Linked DNA regions of Bombyx mori: region 2 is linked to region 1. The links are chromatin contacts, called in public Hi-C maps. All regions are on one chromosome and are shown on one strand. The core of a region is the stretch at or near the end of the contact, and the rest is flanking DNA. Distances in the headings are between cores, read along the strand shown. Region 1 overlaps LOC101746167 (dystroglycan 1). Region 2 holds the start of LOC101744586.

Evidence for each region. Hi-C and Micro-C count contacts between places; a contact is called where the count stands out from the background.
Region 2: a Hi-C map of whole pupa shows a contact between it and region 1, with 2.5 times the contacts expected there. The contact joins the promoter of LOC101744586 here to the enhancer-like site in region 1. A contact is called at or near these places in 4 of 7 Hi-C or Micro-C datasets (middle silk gland, midgut, posterior silk gland and 1 more).

Annotation. Positions count from the first base shown.
Region 1 is chr19:5,865,468-5,872,494 of ASM3026992v2, reverse strand. The region is part of intron 1 of LOC101746167 (dystroglycan 1); the gene reads left to right. Among protein-coding and RNA genes, the nearest start is that of LOC134200629, 14 kb to the right of the region's middle. Within about 2 kb of position 3,789, at least 3 of the 8 cell types and tissues checked have open chromatin away from gene starts, as enhancers often do.
Region 2 is chr19:5,906,395-5,913,421 of ASM3026992v2, reverse strand. It overlaps LOC101744586, which reads right to left and starts at 3,770. Exons shown (of 9, transcript XM_062673996.1): 1 at 2,790-3,770. It overlaps LOC101746167 (dystroglycan 1), which reads left to right and starts at 271. Exons shown (of 20, transcript XM_062673986.1): 1 at 271-458.

The DNA of each region.
Region 1 (7,027 bases), core at 2,540-5,039:
TTTTTAAATCTTTAGATTAACCAAACATATCTACGAGTATTTGGTGTTTATTCATCGATTGTTATCCAAACGAAGTTTTTAATTTGGGTGTATTCGTATTGTTTTAGAAGACTCTTTTTTCCTATCTAATCGTGGGCCTACGGGACTATTCCATTTATGCGCGGACTGGGGTAAGCCTCGCAATGCGTAATGTTCTATTCGTTAACAAAAATTCGTATTGACGGTAGACTGATTGTTATTGATATTGTAATAGTACCAGTATTTCATCCAAATAAGAACAGATTGATGCAGTACCTATCAAACAATTTATGTATAATGCCCTGATTTCAAATGTATATTACAAACGCGATCAACTCTGATAATCTATATCTATACTAATATATAAATCTACAGTGGTTTTTACGGATGTCCCGTTAGAAGTACTGAACCATGCATCCGATTGACTTGAAACTTGGTATCCATGTAGAAAATACATGCGCTTAATGGATAGGATAATATTTATATGAGTGTTGTACTCTCTAATAATAATGACAATAAATAATAATGTTAATTATAAATGCCCAGCGAAGCGGGCGAGTACGGCTAGTTCTATATAATTACTAGTCCATTCTCTAACAATCTTTAATTTTATATATAATCATTGTAATGTTTAGCATTGAAACATTAGCTCGGATCGGTACAATAAATTATTATGAAATAGTGAAAACAAAGTTTAATCGAGCGTTAAATTATATAGGTTTTTTAGTATTCTGGCACCATTCCCATTCCCATGGTCACTACTAACCACTGTACAATTTGTTACAATTAAAATTTTTACGTGGAAACAAAACTTTAGTAAAGTTTATCAGAGAATGATATTGGCTTTAATTGGTACCGTTGTAAGAAGAACAAACGACAAACAATGTTGATTTCAAGTTTATACGAAAATATATAAACATTATTAATAAAAACAAAAAAACAAATGATGAAAAAATTTTATATTATACTAATAAACTGCATACCAAATTATAGACCAGGATTTGTTTCCGTGTATTTCATGCCAGTCATCGCAATTTCAAAAACAAAACACAATATAAAATTACAGTGTAAAATTTAAAAAACAAATCGCATGAAGTGAGTGAAATCCGTTCAGAAGGTTGACAACCGGTTAGCAGAAATATGCGTTACGCACTTTCATTGCTAATTTCTTGTCAGAGGACTACTCGAAAACCGCTTGTAAAGTGCTTGGTGAAGATATTCTCACTGAACCAGTAATTTCTCCGACTTTTCCTCACATGTCACAAGCCATTAAATTAATATGTTTTATTTATACACGTTTGGGATGGTATGGACATGACGTGATGAGACGAAATGAAAATGAGGTTGTTAAGAGAGTGTTAACTATGAATGTGCAAGGATTTAGAGGAAGAGGTAGACCTAAGAAGAAATGGATGGATTGTGTGAAAGACGATATGGGTAGGAGGTGAGTGAGTGAAGAAATGCCATATGATAGAAAAGTATGGAAGGAGAAAACATGTTGCACCGACCCCAGGTGACTGGGAGAAGGGCAGGATAATAATGAATGATTTATACACTGAGTGTTGATTAAATAACATCGTTGTTGTACTGCTACGCCTTATTATGTATGCTTTATGTAACCAAGATCTTCTAAAATCACAGTACAAACAAAATATACTTCATTGCTATTTTCTGACACCCCGGTGTAAGCTGAATCGTGCTGACTGGCTCTTCACTACGCACCCCTGGATTTATTCGATATATTTTTAATACTATCTTTTCATTCTAATTAATTATTTACGCTTGGGAATATAAAGCTTATTTTCGAATAATTAAATGACATTAATTATTTGTAAATCTGATCTATCCCAGCCTCACTGCGGCATACCTTACCTTGCATCTTTTGTAAGACAAAGCAACACGAGATAGCTTAGCATAGCTGAATGTAGCCCAACGTAGGATATCTTTATATTGATTACTCAGCCTAATCAAGCCAACAAGTCAACAAACTTTATTATTGATTAAGCGAATGGGGTGGAACACACTGATCCTATTAACTTCACTGAACTAAACCCATTATCTTATAAACTTAAGCATTCGCTATGCACTTAGTAATTTCCCCGGCGATTACAGTTAATTGGATCCTTATACTTAGTTGGTGTATTCATTCAAAATTCGTAGATTTTAATGTTGTCGATACAAATATACATAATTATATTATTATCATTGTACCCTCTATTTACTAGTATTGATAAATTGACTGCGATGACTACATAAAATTATTCTACATAAAATTATTTGCTAGTCAACAAATTAACAAATGAAGTATGATAGCGTATTAAAAATCAAAACTGCAAAAATTATAATTTGCGTAATTACTAGTAGAAGTTTGCACGGATAGGTACCGACCTCCCTGCCTATTTCGGCCGTGAAGCAGTAATGCATTTCGGTTTGAAGGATGGGGCAGCTGTTCTACTGTAAAAACGGAGACTTTGATTTCGTTGCAAGTTGGGTGTCGGCATTTATGTTGTTGATGTCTCTGGGCTCCGGTAACCGCCTAACATAAGGTGGGCCGTGAAATAGTCCACCCATCAAAACACTAGAAAAAAATACAATAGAATCTTTAGCCATCAATAAACTGTAACAGGTTTTTTTATTTTTTATTAGAGCAGTATAGTATTGTAGTCCGAACTTTTTACACAATTAATCAATCGAGATTTAGAACTTTACAAATTATTATATCATTTTTAAACCTAGAAAAATGCAACGCTGCTTTAGTGAATCCGTCAGCCACAATTTATAACGCATTCAATCGAGTAACACTAAGCTCGAACATACGACGTAGATCTGTTCTATGTCTATTTTTACATTACGGAGAACCATTCATAACGCTACTGAGCCGGCGGCACCATACCAAATCATTTTAACACGTATCCCAACGTCAAAGGTCAAAGCACCAGTAAAGTACGGATCAAATGCATTAAATATGACGAATCGCGAAACATCACTTCCAACCGGTCACGGTAATGTACAGTGCTTTCGGTGACATGAGTTAATTTGCCCACTGTATCCGAGCATCGACGCGTGAAGCCTCGCCCATAATGCTCTCGGAAATTAGAACGTCTGAGAGTCATCCATTTACTAGAACTAGATGAACTTCATGTTTGTGCGTATCTATACAGAAGTCTCGAATCACCTTTTTAGTCAAGGGCGCTGAAATGTTTGAAACGGTTAGACATTAATGAGAAATTTAGTTATTTCTTTCGTAGAAAAGCGTATAGTTTCTATTAAAGTCTTGAAATTAGATGTTTCTTCACCTTAGCTATTAAAAATTCGATATAAATTAAGAATAATCGTAATCGAAATAAAGCGATACAATTAATGGCTTCAGCCTCTTTTTGGGTGTGCTGATATAAATAAATTCTATGTACCAATGAAAAAATTGAAGACATAACGGCGTGAAAACTTCATTTTTAGATTTACGATGCTTGATACAATTTAATAGGTATTGTAAACAGCGTTCTAAAATAAGCTGCTAATTTCAGAAAGTCTGCTGATTGTACTGTTGTTGGCACGTTTACAGGTCGGTCAGTTAATGTTCTAATTTGAAGACATGATATATGTATTTTTTCTTGTGTGTATCATACTCTCAAATGTTAATAGATACGCTCTCAATGTGTCAATCAAATTGTTCTAAACGTCCTAAAGTCCAACATGTAGATATACTTAATGTTAGTAGCAGCAACTGATCGCATTACAACATGATTACACGTTGACATTCTCGGTAATCTCAAATACCGAGCTTAGCGTAGTGAAGTTTGTGCTATTATGAAATAAACAAGGCGTAACTACTTGTGTTTATGCTGGATCAGATTCCACATTCTATCCTTCTTATAGAATTGCAAAATTTATATAGTATATTTAAATATAATATTCGAAGTGGAGATGAGATAAAAAGTGCTTAAGGTGGGGTTTTTAATGTCTTGTTGTAAACTGGCAATGAGAGCAAGACTTATGGCTATGCCATGGTCCAAATCTTCGGGCAAATGTCTCGCATATTGGTAAGTAAATACGTGCCTAACACGACATAACTGATCGTAGGAATTTTGTTTATTAATTGGCAGGTGGATGAACAACTCAGTCGATGTGTTGTGTAAATTGTTATATTGCCCTTCTAGGCGAGCATACGGCCCACCTGATGGTGAGTGGTTACCATCGCCCATGGACTTCAGTAATTCCAGGGACAGCGCCAAGCCGCTGCCTACCATTAAATACTTTCCACAAGCCTCGTTTGAAGAAGGACATGTCATAGCGACGGGAAACAACGTGGAGGGGAGCTCATTCCAAAGCCGGCAGGCACTTCGCGGCAGCTATAGGCAGAACGATTATGTGCGGGCTTACAGTACGCACTACGCCCTACCTGCTTTCTATACTAGCCAGACATAGCGCTAACTGATCAGTCTGTATCACATTGCGTACAATATTCTACAAAGAGAAAACTGTTCTTAGGAAGCGGTGAAAACTGCTGCCTTCTTAGATTTTTTAAAACTATCTTCATTTGACTAGTCTCTTTATTTCTACAAATGAAGCGTTAGATAATGAGAATCACTGTAACAAAATACATATTGCGTAAGCTCAACTCATCGCAGCTCCACGACAATTGACCGCTGGCCCAGATGACATCATAGCCCTGTATGGTGCTATGCTAAAATCGATGGTGTCGCAATATCCATTGATGTATTAATTTGGACCTTCAATACATATCGACGCCTGTAAGGCAAAGGTAACTAACCGATAATGTGTGAACTTTACAGTAGACTAATTTAAAGTGGAAATACCTGAAAAAAATTATATTTTAACGAATCTAGCTGTAGGATTGAAATTATTTTAAGAGACCTAGAAATATATATTTTTTTGCGCATCGAATGTTATTGCCTATCATTTATGTATAAAGCAGTTATTGTCGCTTAGTCACGTTTGCCTTTGAAGCGTCGATATTATCTATGGTCCGTTGAAATTATAAAACCGGACAAGTCTAGTAATAGTATGATATTATATCGATTTCGGAGTACTTAACGTCAATAGAGTTTAATTAGTAATTTCTGTAATGATAACTGCCTATTGATTCAATGTAAATTAAGTTCTGATATGTAATAAAGTGTAATCTACCCTTGTAGTATTATAGTAAATTATTGACCTATTTTAGAACATGTCATGTTCTACGTAATATAAGTTATCATTGCCGTACCTTTTATGTATCTTAGTTTTGAAAGTAAACTAAACTTTAAGTCGTATACTCGATTCAAGCTGTTTTGTTTATTAGTCTAGCCTCTTTGGGTCTCTCGTGATAGTTTTAACGCAAAGCAATTTAACTTTCCGGTTTGAAATATAAGGTAGTCGTTAATCTATTGTAATCGAGATCTTAAAGGCATGTTTTTTTTTAGTGCTTAGATGAATGGACGAGCTCACAGCCCACCTGGTGTTAAATGGTTACTGGAGCCCATAGACATCTACAACGTAAATGCGCCACCCACCTTGAGATAAAAGTTCTAAAAACTCAGTATAGTTACAACGGTTGCCCTACCCTTCAGACCGAAACGCATTACTGCTTCATGGCAGAAATAGGCAGGGCGGTGGTACCTACCCGCGCGGACTCACAAGAGGTCCTACCACCAGTAAAGATGAGTAGTGTATGAAGATGAGTGACGATATTTGTGTGCGGCTTCCATAAGCGTCGGATCTTCGGTATGCTTTTAACATAAAATTGGCCCGAAATACAAGAAAATAAAGTACCTTATAAACGTTCTATTGGGTGTTAAACACTCGACCTAAAGTAGTGCAGGTGTCGATACCGCTCTCATTTCTGTTTCTTTTAAATTGGCCCTTAGATTAATTTCGGTAACAGCTGTTGCGTCGATAGCAAATTTACGAGCCAATTTAATCGATACGAACAAAATAAATTCCTATTGGTTTGTATTGTTATATTGATATTGTGTTGACGATTGTACTTTATTTTTATTTGGAAAACGAATGTTTATTAATTATTTAATTTAATCGATACGAACAAAATAAATTCCTATTGGTTTGTATTGTTATATTGATATTGTGTTGACGATTGTACTTTATTTTTATTTGGAAAACGAATGTTTATTAATTATTTAATTTAATCGATACGAACAAAATAAATTCCTATTGGTTTGTATTGTTATATTGATATTGTGTTGACGATTGTACTTTATTTTTATTTGGAAAACGAATGTTTATTAATTATTTAATTTAATCGATACGAACAAAATAAATTCCTATTGGTTTGTATTGTTATATTGATATTGTGTTGACGATTGTACTTTATTTTTATTTGGAAAACGAATGTTTATTAATTATTTAATTTAATCGATACGAACAAAATAAATTCCTATTGGTTTGTATTGTTATATTGATATTGTGTTGACGATTGTACTTTATTTTTATTTGGAAAACGAATGTTTATTGACTTTGAACATAACTAAATAACTTCAGTTATATATACTTTGAACCCTTTTGTATGGGCGTGCGGGTCTTGTGTGCGTACGTAAATATAATTAGCATAAGTATTCTGTTTTTATGTACATACTTACATACTTATGTATAGACGCAAATTGTCTCTGAATGACTGGCTAACCAAACAATGACTCACAAGATAACATTGCATGAGCTTCTTGGATCTAATAACCTTGAATAAAATGTTAGAAAATTACGTCAATAATTTTAATACTTGAACAAGATAATGTGAAGCTTGTCTTAGTATTCGTGGCGATAAAAAAATGTTAAACGCATCAAAACAATAAGTGCCTAAAGTTTTTGCTTAATTCTTTACATTATAACTTTATACTTTACTAGCGACCCGCCTCGCTTCGCTTTGGAAACTGTAATTTATTAATGGATGTTATTATGCATGTAAATCTTCCTCTTCAATCACTCTATCTATTAAAAAAAAACCGCATGAAAATCCGTTGTGTAGTTTTAAAGATTTAAGCATACATAGGCATAT
Region 2 (7,027 bases), core at 2,521-5,020, 41 kb before region 1:
AAGTCTCAACTTTATAGAACGTCTGCCATAACCTTCAAGCCGAAACGTATTATTGCTTCACGGCAGAAATTGGTAGGGTGGCAGTATCACTCACAAGATACTCTACTATCAATACTGTTCTGGTACTCGATGGCGCAATAGTAACTGAAAGTATTACATGTTATAATGAATGGTTTGAAACGATGTCCAAGAAACTGATTTTTCTGGAGAAATTGTAAATAAAAATGGTCACACTTTAATTATTTTGGCTATCTCTTTCTTAGATGAGTAATATAAAGAGATAGAGCATCTTTTGACACTTACTCCATTTTTTCTGTTCTGATTTCATCCATCCAGTGCCTCGGAAAGGAAGGAACGGTGTAATGAACTGTTATGTGTTTACCGAAATGTGTAGTGTTTTGTTTATGAATTAAATATTGTTTAGTTTACATTAAATTTAACAAAAGCGAAGCAACAAGGTGAGTAAACTATGAAATATGGGTGTATAACACACCGTCGAGAATGGGTCATGTGAAATTTAATTTTGCTTCAATTTCGGCATGATTCTCTGAAAGTAGAGATACGGCGCTTCGCTACATTTAGTTTGTGGTGAAGATTGTAAATTACATTCTTTTAACTTTATTTGATACTTTTTATCACAAAAATATCGGTGATGACTTATATCATTAAGGATTGTTTTAACGTAATGTACATTAAATGCAATGATTATTCATACTATATAGTTCCGAATTACCTTTAAGCACCTTCATTGAAAATTACGTGATGCAATTGAACAACATTTGCGTTTTGAAAATTACTTTAAGTCTATTCCTTATTGCCAAAATCTCAGTTGATTGCTCATAGTAAATATGACTTTTAATTTATATTACTCATTCTCCTTAAAGATAACCCGCTTCCTAGTTTAAAGTCGGTTTACTTAACAACAATACTGATAATATTATTGAATTGAATTAATTCCATACCAGATGTTATAATATTTTAAAATGTTTCTGGAAACCATTTAGGTACCCAATCATCAATTATCTATAAATAAATGCAGGGTAAAAGTAAATATTTTGGTATGTATTTATTGTATTCAGGAGATAAACTTGCCTGTATATAATGATTAATTCGATGCCTCCAATGAACACTACTCTAACTCAAAATTTTGAAATTTTCGTTTTTCACGCAAATCGCTTCACTATTTTAAAAGTATTACAAATTCATTATTAATGGGGTTCGAAGCAAGAGTAAATCAGCTAGTTACACAAGAAAAAAATCTTTATCATTGCAGATATATTTATCAACTTTTTTCGTTTAAACTCTCCTCCTGTAAACCTACGAATTTGGAGTTAGAGTAGTGTTCATTGGAGGCATCGAATTAATTTTAACTTTACTGGTGGTAGGACCTCTTGTGAGTCCGTGCGGGTAGGTACCACCACCCTGCCTATTTCTGCCGTGAAGCAGTGATGTGTTTCGTTTTGAAGAGTGGGGCAGCGGTTGTAACTATACTGAGACCTTAGAACTTATATCTCAAGGTGGGTGACGCATTTACGTTGTAGATGTCTATGGGCTCCAGTAACCACTTAAAACCAGGTGGGCTGTGAGCTCGTCCACCCATCCAAGCAATAAATAAAAAATAAAACTTAATAGAATTATTACAATACTTTCATTAATGAAATTAGAATGAAAACAAATTAGCATTTTATATAAGGTAAATGCATTTTTTTCTTTACATTTAAAATTCACTTTGTACATGATACACACATATGCAAAATCTCTTTTTCTAACCTACTCTTAACTGATAACAAATTTTACAATCAAAGCCTATAAAAAGCTACTAAATCACCTATCTTTATCAATTGTGAGTAAACAATTATGACTAATTTTATTATCATGCTTCTACAATGCTGATAATAAAAAGATATATATATAGTTTACTTTAACAATTTTTTATGTAAACACAAAACACCTCAAGACCCATCTAGTACACAGGTAATCCATTACTTTGGGCAAAAAATTTGTAGAATGGTGGCCCCAGTCTATATTGGCTTACCGTATTTATTATCTTATCTCTTATAGAGGTTACTACAATGAATGGCGGATGCTGATGAAGTATTAATGAATGAGGAAAATAAACAATGGAATAAATAATTGTGAGACAAATCCTATAAATAAAAAATATGCCCAGTTTTACTTTGGGTTATATACATAAAGCAAACACAATACTTTCATCAGTTTTTGCAGGTCATATAGACATCTAAAACTGCTTCACAATTTATTATTTATGACATTTCAAATATTTTAATACACCTGTTGTTTGTCTCAAAAATTTAAAAGTGTTTGTAACATTTCAAATAATAAATTAAAGATATTTTAAGATTAAATCTTAAATATATTTTTACTTAGGCAGACTTCTAATATTGATCTAGAAATGGTTTTTATAAGAATTTGGCACACATTTACAATATACAACCAAGCAAATTCATCAAAGATTGGCCTATAACCACAATATTTTCATTAACTTTAATGACAAAGTAAGAAAAATATAGTACATATTTTTAAAGAACGATATCTGTAAATTTATAAAGCTATCAGGCTATTTTCGGTCGCAAACAATGCTAAAGATCAGGCACTGGAGTAAAAAAATGATAAAATTTGTTACTATACAACAAAGACCTAATTATAATTTATTTTCATCTACTATAAATGTGGGCGTGAAATGTTCTATAAATATTGTTTATATGCTTGTTACCTTATCATACAAAAATAGCTGAACGGACTTGGATGAAATTTCACAGAAACATTACCTTAATTAATGCTTCCTTTTTTCATGGCATGGGTATATGAGCTATAATAGATTCGAGAGTGTGACACAAGCTACTATTTATCGTGGTAAAATGCAACTTTTTCATTACATATCAAATGCAAATTTGTCATTGGTGAGCTTGAGAAGAATTTATATGTATTTTTATATATTTACTTAAGGCTACAAATTATAATTTACACAGTTAATTTACTATTTAAACACAACGCTTAGTGTATTCAACTTTGTTATGAGTAAAATATGAAGTATGAACTCATCATTTTACAAGAATAGGTGGTGAAAGTTCAATGATCTCACCTGTAGTAATGTGAATACATATTGGTTGCCATGTGTTGTTCATACGTCGGCACTTGGATTCGGGTCGCATGCATAAATATTTCATAACCAACTATAAATTTAAAGATTTGTTTTGAACTTTTTCTTGTATATATACAAAATTGAGGTATTTTTGGAGTTTACTCCTTTAGAATCGATTTACATATATAGGCCCGGGGTATGAAAATTATGGGGACCAAAATCGTACTAGCATGTCACACGAAATGCGTTATGCGCATTTCGTGTGACATGCTAGTACATGCGCCGGCAGTCCGCCACAAAGCCTCGTACTGATCGCGCGTTTCTCTCATTATTGTATTTTCATATATTTGTTAGTCGTTTGTTTTGTGTCTCGTTAATTTGTTAATAATCTGTAGTGTATCGTGTTGTCGTAATATAGAACTATTTCTCGTATTGTTTCGTTTAATTTTTTATATCCAGTAAACTCCAGTCGTGCGTCGGAGCGGACACACACACTTTTTTTTTTTTAGATATTTCGATGCTTCTCCTATCTCATAACGTTTTTCCCACCCTTCAAAACAAAACTCATGTCTGCTTTAATAACTACCGGTATGGCCTCACGGTACGACTGTCACAATACCGTAAATATTTTAATTTTCAATTATTTTCAGAGTTCGGTTATCCGCTTGAGCACTTCTCAAATTCAGAATAATCACGTAAATAGCTCTAATTACACATAGAAAATTGTGGTCACTTAATACCTGGTGTGTTTTGTGTGAATAGCGTAAATTATAGTGACCTTATACATATAATTCAATGTTTAAACTTATAATTGTAACGAAATATAGAAAATAATCCTATTAATGAGATGTGAAACTAAATTTACAAGAATTCAACAAACAAAATTTTAGATTTTATCTGCGTAGTTTTTATCTTGCGTTATAACTGCGGCCACCCAGCTTTAATCTTGGTGTAAACTTGTGGATCGACTGGCGACATTAAGTCCCGGATATGATGGCCGTATCAACATATGATTGCATAATGAAGAAACACAACGGTTTATTTAGCTGTAGATAGGAAAGCGAGATCACGGCCCACTTAATGTTAAAAGGTTACTTATTTACTTATTTATTTAGTAGGTACAGTCCTTTTACAAATCAATCGACGCCCATATCACAACATGAATGCCGTCCCCTACCTTGAAACATGAGGTCCAAGTCTTAGTTATATGGTTTAACAATTCCGGAACGTATGACCGCGGCAAAGGTATGCATGACGGTAGTATCGGGTGGGTGGATCATAGGGACCCACGTTGTGCCCTACCACCAAGAAGCGAGTGGCGGTGATACCCTAGTATTATATTCCGAGAACGGTGCTGCCCATTCTCTGATGAATTAATTAGAGGCCTTTTGTGACACCTACGAGAAGAGATGGGGTGATTCTACTCTAGGCTAGATTTATCGAAATAACTAGTCAGGTCATAAGTATTGTCACACAGTAAAAACTTTTCTTTTAGAATGCTAGCCACAAAAAAGTTTGTTGAATTCGAATTTCGAATTGTTCATGAAAATAAAAATGTATACTTTTAGAATTTTACTCATTTTTAAATATGGAGTGGACGCTTAAAGAAGACCGTGTTGCAGTTATTGCGTTGCATCGTTGCGGTTACGCGCCAATTCAAATTTTTAAAATACTGAAAAATTTGAATATAACCAAAAGATTCGTTTATCGTACCATCAAACGATACAATGAAGACTCTAGTGTAGATGACAGGTCAAGAAATGGTCGCCCTCGGTCTGTTAGGACTCCAGCAGTGATAAAAGCTATGAAGGCGCGAATTCAAAGAAATCCCAAACGTAAGCAGAAACTGTTGGCCCTTCAGATGGGGTTAACTAACTATGCATGTGGAATCTATTATAATACATCTATCTGATCGTAAGTAATCGAATTCTTTTCGTTATCAACGAAAAATTCCCAAGAATTTCTATAATGTATCCTAATAAGGAGCATTAGAATTAGAATGTAATGTTGATCATGCATTTAATGTTTCTCGTTTTACCGGTAACGAGTAAGATTCACGTCAACCGGAAATGGGGTCAAGTGACTTCCGAATCAAGTTTTATTCATTTATGTACCGCCGATGATACGATAATACGATCATGGAATGCATTTTACATGACCTCATTGGTGTCACAGCTGGAAAGTACGGTTTCAAGTAGTTCCCGTCACGGTACTGTTTGATTCGGTTTGATTATCTCATCAACAGTGAGGCAACACGGCTCTTGGCGTCTCACCTTCGATCTGATGCAAGAAGTTCCCGAAATAGCTATACTCGCTCAAAACTACCAGTACCCGATATCAATACTATGTGGCCATGGTTTGAAGCGTAGGATAGTTGGTAGACAGAGATTGTGCTGTGCGTGTTGTTGACTAATGTTAACGTCCACTTTTTTTTCCCTACCTATGCTGATAGCCTTGAGAGGCTATTTCAGCTTCGCCTTGACGTGTAGGTGAGTTTACGGGGCTCAAACCGGGAGTGTTGCTAACACTGGCCCTAGCAAGAGCAGTGCTTCACAGAATCTACCACCGGATCGGAAACGCGACCCACTAAGAAGATCCGGCGAGAAACTCAGTGGGCTGTGTCTATCGGTTAATTTACTCGTCGAGCCCTTCGTCGCAAGCGACGGGTTCGACGAGGACGGTCACCGGAGACGTTCATGAGTGTCGTCAACCACTATCAGGGAGGCCGTATAACTCGTCTGCTTATAATGGCGAAAAATCATCTTTATTCCAATGTGATTATGATTTCAACTCTCACCACGTTTCATGTTGGGCAACGGTATTCATATTATGGTGTTTACGAACTTGAAGAACCGCTTGGCGTCTACCTGACTAAGCTGGTAACAAAAACTACGAATTCTTAATTCAACTCATAAGATCGATTGTTGATATTCACTGTCAGAAGACTGTTTAAATGTGGTAAATTACGCAATAGGTATGCTTTGTTTTATTTGACTGGAACAAAAGCGAGCTATGTAACGTGTACAATATAGAACAATTTTAACATATGATATATGGTATATAAATTGCTTATAAAACTATCGTAACAGCCCTTTAGTTAAGTTTAGTGTGTTCACTTATATGTGTAAAAACATTTTTTTTAAAAACATTTATTCGATTACTTGTGGTTTTATAATATTTTATGTGTAGGTACGTAGATACTATCCGTCCTGTTTTAAACTAGAACGCGGCGCCAATTCGAATACGTTTAATGTGTAATTCAGAGCGATAACGACGATGATAAATTTTTGTAAAAACAAAAGGATGTACCTGCCAAAAAAACGCTAAAGCAGGCCAACGTTTTTGTTTACTATTTTTTGTCTTTCAAAGTAGGCACATGCCCGTAGGTCGATATGAGCCTGACATTGTTTCATAGGGACCATCGGCTAAACTTGTCGACGACACGACACTCTGAGTCACCATCCTCGAACAATGCTGTGCAGTTTGATACATTCTTTCTAACTAATGTCACTTTTTTCCGTCAAATAGTTTTTCGGCGACAATTTTTTCTTAAAATAAAATAAAATATGCATAGTGCCGGCTAAGATTAGCATAATTGTACGATCATTAAAGCAATTCGTAGAAATAACAGAATTGTTCAGAATATAGGTCACACATATTCTATTTCGAATTAAATCGTGCGACAGCCATTTCGTTGACTGCGTACACTTGTTCGCATTGTGATCGAGACCGTAATTGTGGCCAATAAAGTGATTAATTCAACCAACAGATACACTGACGATCCAGTATGAATTAAGGTCAGAGTACCTTAGGCGGCTGTTACAGTTCCAATGGTCAATTTATTAAACGAGATAGTTTATAGCTATTTTATTATTATAGCAATAAGTATATGTTATATAGCATTGATTGTTCTGTTTCGTGTTC